2 separate regions of the Canis lupus genome follow, and region 2 is linked to region 1. Evidence: chromatin contacts called from public Hi-C data. All regions are on one chromosome and are shown on one strand. Each heading gives the region's core, a stretch centred on a gene start, on an enhancer-like site or on the middle of the called end of the contact. The rest is flanking DNA. Distances are from core to core; before and after follow the strand shown. Region 1 has its middle 140 kb from the start of TNFAIP3. Region 2 holds the start of TNFAIP3 (tumor necrosis factor alpha-induced protein 3).

What was found. Hi-C and Micro-C count contacts between places; a contact is called where the count stands out from the background.
Region 2: a contact with region 1 is called in a Hi-C map of blood, with 2.9 times the contacts expected there. The contact joins the promoter of TNFAIP3 here to the enhancer-like site in region 1. A contact is called at or near these places in 3 of 9 Hi-C or Micro-C datasets (amygdala and blood).

The regions. Positions count from the first base shown.
Region 1 is chr1:30,348,058-30,350,757 of UU_Cfam_GSD_1.0, forward strand. No RefSeq gene overlaps it. Among named protein-coding and RNA genes, the nearest start is that of TNFAIP3, 140 kb to the right of the region's middle. Within about 2 kb of position 1,369, at least 1 of the 20 cell types and tissues checked has an H3K27ac peak or open chromatin away from gene starts, as enhancers often do. A contact at or near this core is called in blood, where this site is marked.
Region 2 is chr1:30,483,274-30,485,993 of UU_Cfam_GSD_1.0, forward strand. TNFAIP3 (tumor necrosis factor alpha-induced protein 3) reads left to right here and starts at 1,300. Exons shown (of 9, transcript XM_038526134.1): 1 at 1,300-1,435.

The DNA of each region.
Region 1 (2,700 bases), core at 119-2,618:
TTGCATTTATTTTATTTTAAAGATTTATTTACTTAAGAGAGACAGAGAGCATAAACAGGAGGGGCAGAGGGAGAGAGAATCTCAAGCAGATTCTGAGCTGAGCTTGGAACTTGATGTGGGGGCTTGACCCAGGACTTGATCCCATGACTTTGAGATTACAACCTGAGGTGAAACCAAGAGTTGGATGCTTAACTGATTGCACCACCCAGGCACCCTTATTTATTGCATTTAAAAGAAGGTAGTTCTGGTTTCCTAGTCTGAGCAACTGGATGATAGCAGAAGGGGAACAAATAAGAAAGAAAAAAGAGACAAGAGAAAGAGTGGATAACAGGCCAAAAAAGGGTGTTGGAAGTGAAAAAAACAAAATCCCTAGGAACAATTACAAAATCTTAAGGAATACATAATATCCTCAGCAAGTCCTCTGGTGTCAACTTGTTCAACACAAAGTCACAGCTATAATCTCTTGGAGAAGAAAAGCCTTTGTAAGAGATGATATGTGCCTTTTCAGAGGTCTTATTGATTTAGAAAATGGCAGGACCAGGAGAAAATAAGAATTGAATTCTTATATGGGTTGGTGCAGATGAACAGACTAATCCAAAGATAAACCACACCTTCTTCAGGTTTCAGTAATCCCACCAGGCTGTCTATGCTCCCCAGTGTCACTGAAGTGCTATTCTGTGCTTTACTTTAACTTTTTGGAAGTGGTCATAGGCTTTGCAATAAAGCCTCTGGAATTCAGATAGATTAATAAGATCATATTTACCGGCACTCCTTCCATAATCTTTCCTATAGACTCTGAAATGATAGAGAAAACCTTTCTACTCTGACTGCCAAGAAAAAGAATGACTAATCCCTCCTAATTTGATTTCAAAGGTATTTCCCCAGTCTTAATAATGATAGATGAACTGATTAGCTCTTACTGGGGAAGGGTTTTAAATATAGAGATTGTCACTCACTGAAATTGACCATATAATAAGTGGCTCTAACACTATATATTCAGTGTACCTGGGCTTAGTATAAATTACTTGTTGCATGAAAAGCCTCATTGAAGATGCCTGCAGGTGGAAAGAAAATAGGGCAACGAGAGGTTGGCCTTTGATGTGCCAGGGCTGTGTTCATAGGGTTTTGAGCACAGACTCAGGAACCAGACTCTGGGTTTGATTCTAACCCGCCTCTGACCACCACCAAATTTCTTGCCGTGTGATCTTAAGGTAGGCACATCCATACTTTACCTCAGTTTCCTTGCCAATAATATAATGATATTAATTTAACCCTTCTTAAGATCTTTTATGGATTACATGAGATACTGTTTATAAAGGGCTTACTATGACGTGCTACTTAAGCGTTAGCACAAACACACACACTGCGTAACTGGGCTAGAGGTGGTGTGTGTTTGGGTTTTAGCTCTTCATAAACAAACCACAGGAGGATGTGGTGACTTGATAAATGGGGCAGCCCTGAAAGCAAAGGTTTGTACTTAATTCTTTATAAAAGCATTCCTGGGTTGTGTTAGAGCCTAAACATAAAGAATGTAAAAAGGCTTCTCTTGCAAAGGAGTTGATGATATTTAGATCATTTGACTCTAATTTTTAACTTGTGGAAGGAATGCAAAAATCCTAAAACTTGATTGCTGCCACCAAAGTAACTTATAGTCCTACAGGAGAGGTGAGTGCATATTCAGAAAGTAAGTATACCAAACTTGGTGGAGGCAGTGCTGAATGTAACTACAATGAAAGCTTTCCAGACTCAGGTTCCACACTGTAATACTGGAGTTACAGCCAATAGCCACCTTTAAGTCCCAAGAATGTACCAGAAGTAGAGAATCCTCCTGAGCTATGGAGTAGTAGGTTATAGGCAGAACAGGTCTTACAGAAGGAGCTGCTTTTGGATTCCATCAGACAGTATGCCTAGTAGTGAAGGGTCTACCTGGCTGGCCTTGTAGTGTAGGATAAATAACAGGAGTACTCCTTTGGTACACACTTGGATTTTGAGGAGTTTATTGTTTCATGAGAGAAACCAGACAAATAAAAAAAAAAAAAAAAAAGAAACCAGACAAATTCAAAAAACTTACCATTTCACTCCCTTCTTAAAACACCTTAATTTGGGCAGCCCGGGTGGCTCAGCGGTTTAGCGCCGCCTTCAGCCCAGGGCCTGATCCTGGAGATCCGGGATTGAGTCCCATGTCGGGCTCCCTGCATGGAGCCTGCTTCTCCCTCTGCCTGTGTCTCTGCCTCTCTCTCTCTCTCTCTCTCTCATGAATAAATAAATAAAATCTTTAAAAAACAAAAACAAAAAAAACCCTTAATTTCCTTCAGGACCAAACCAGATTTTTTTTTAACAAAGTCATGATGTGGTCCCTGCCTGTTGGTATAAGGTAGGGATGCTTTCAGCTGCAAGGACTAGAACATTCAATCAACAATGGCTTCAACCAGTGCTTCTCAAACTGTAATGTATCTTCCAATCACTGGAATTTCATTCTTTCTTTTCTTTCCTTCTTTCTTTCTTTCTTTCTTTCTTTCTTTCTTTCTTTCTTTCTTTCTTCTTTCTTTCTTTCTTTCTTTCTTTCTTTCTTTCTTTCTTTCTTTCTTTTGATTGTATTTATTTATTTGACAGAGAGAGAAAAGGAACACAAACAAGGAGTGGGGGAAGCAGGCTCCCCTCCAAGCAGAAATCCCAATCCCAGAATCCTGGGATCATGAC
Region 2 (2,720 bases), core at 50-2,549, 140 kb after region 1:
CAGTCCTCCATCCAGTCTCTGCAGGTCCTTACTGGAGAGGAAAGCATATTTTTCTAATTCCAAAACTGGGATACGAGGCCCAACTAGTATAAGTAAGTCTAGAAGGGGACAATGCACAGAATATTTCAATCTGGTTCTAGTTTAGCTATTCTAAGAAATGCGCCAAGGGGGACTCTTAGCCAGTCAAAGTGCCTGCCTCTCCCTCTGCAATTCAGGCACCTCCACTGTCCAAGTGGCTGACACCTATTTCCACAGGACGTCCTTTGGGTAAAGACTGCGGGTTACCACACTATTTAATAAGGGGTGGGGGTCGTGGGTGGGTAAAATGTATTATCAGCCCTTGACACCTTGGCCTGAACTAATTGTCAGGTCATGAAAAAGAGCTCCTAATAGGGCCTTAGGGGGGCCACGCAAGGACAGTAATAATGGACTAGAAATGATTTCTAAACCGAAATGTTCCTGCGTGCCGAGCCCCCTGGGCACCTGGTGTGCAGGAAGGGAGAAAGGGAAATCAGTAAAGTGCAGAACAGGGCTGATAGTTGCTCTGATTCCCAACTTCACCTAAGATAGGTTTTGCTCCTGCAAATTTCAAGGCTGTGGGGCCTCAGGAGGTCACCCCCAACAGGCCGCCGTCTGGGCGGCAGAACGCTGGGATGGGGACGCACGGAGGGTTGTGAAATCCCCACCGGGGCCCAGAGTAGGGCGCTCCCCGACGAGCTCATCACGTGCACAGCCCTAGCTTTTCCAACCCAGCCCCGAAGGCTGCGGTCCCGGACGCCCGGGTGGTTTTTAGGGTTTTCTTTCTTTATTATTTCCCTTATTGTTCTCCACGGTTGGTGATTTTCTGCAGAAAAACGGCTGAGAAAAAAGAACCTATTTCATTTCCAGTTCCCATCACCGCGATTTCCACATGGATGTGACGTTGGGCCAGCTTCCGAAATGCCCAGGTGACTCACGCGGGGACACCCGGGGGCGGGGCTCAGGAGTTTCTCGCGCGGGGGGGCGGGGCGGGGCGGGGCGGGGCGGGGCGCCGCCGGCCTCCTGCGCCGCCCGCGCCCCCTGCGCCCCCTGCGCCCCCTGGCGGCCGGCGACCGCGGGGCTCGGCGCCGGCCCGGGCGTCACGTGACTGGAAAGTCCCCGGGTGGAAATCCCCGTTCTCCGCCGGCGGTAAAACAGAAAGGGAAAAAGAGAACTGGCAGTCTGCAGTCCTCGCAGCGGGCCGGTGCAGCGCGCTCGGAGCCCGCGGGGGCGGAGCGGTGACAGCAGCCGCCGGGACAAGTGCGGCGGCGGCGGCGGCGGCGGCGGCGGCGGGCGCGAGCCACACAGCCCCGCGGCGAGCGAGCGCCGAGCCCCGGCGTCCATGGGGCGCCTCCTCCGCGCGGCCCGGACCTGACCCGGACTTGGGACTCTGGAAGAGGATCGCGCGGCCGGACAGGTAACCGCCGCGTGCCCGTGCCTCTGCCAGCGGCGTCGCGGGGCCCGGGCTGCGCGGGTGCGTCACCGGCAGCTCCTCGCGGGCGGGAGCTTGTCGGCCCGGGCCCGGCCCGGAGCTCGTCGGCCGTCGGCGCTCACTGCGGGATGTGAAGTGCTGGGAGTCGAGGCGGCCGCGCACGACGCTGGGGTGACAGCTCGGGAGCCCTCCGGCCAGCTGTTCCTTGTAGATGCTGCCAGGAACGTAAGCTGCAGCAGGCGGCTGGAGAGGAGCCCCCGGACGGCCAGGTCGCGTGGTCCTCGGTGCTTTGCCCCTTTGCGTGCCTTTTTTATTTTTCGATCAAGCTCTGGATGCTCGCGGACACGGAGACCTTGCAGAGCCGACCCGCCGTGGCTTCTTCCCGGCGGGTGCAGAGCCAGGCCACCCGCCGGGCGGGGGGGGCGTGGGGGCCCGGGCCAGCCAGCCTGCCCTGGGTCGGCTTGCAGACCCCGCAGCCCAGTGCAGGGAGGCGGGTGGGCGGAGGGCCGGTGCTGAGCTGCTGCAGGCGCCGCAGTGCGCGAGGAGTGTGCATGCTCAAGCGGGACGTTGGCCGGCTTTTCGGGTGCTCCAGTGGACGGCGACCTGGAGGCCCCTGCCCCAGCCCCTACCCCACAGTCAGACGGTCGTTGTCAGCCCGGGTCGTCCCACATCCTGCCACCTGGCCTCTCAGGAAAGCAGTGGTATTAAGTAAGGAAGGAGCTCAGCGCTTTTGAGACCGCTTTGTTTTCAGTTCTCCCCGCCTCTGATCTTCTTTCCTTGGAAAGCTGGTCTGGTCAAGTGTCTCAGGGCAGCCTTTGGGGAGGACCGTGGTTCATCAGTCCCCTGGACCTTAGCACTAGTGTCTGCAGTTGTTACGCAGCCGGTTATAGCTCCATTCCCATCGTCTAAGGTGCTTCTTTGTTTTTTGTTTTTTTTTTTTCTCTTTTTAACAATTCTGTGTACAAGTTTTGGAGTTTAGGAGTGAGAGTTACCAAAAATTCGATGAGGCATTTATTGATTTAAAAAAAAAAAAAAAAAGTCAGTGAGGTGACAAATGTAAAAGAAATGGTAAGGGTGATAGCATATGTCTTTACCTGTAAGGACGTTACAGTTATAGGTCAGGAAAATTTATTCTTTCATCTTAAACGTGGAGAAGTCCGAGAACTGGGAACTTGGCTGGTGGGTTCTAATTCTTTTCAGGAGGCGATCGATTCCACAGTGTGTGCAAGGCTAAAACTATGAATGAGATGACCCAGGGCTATACAGTACT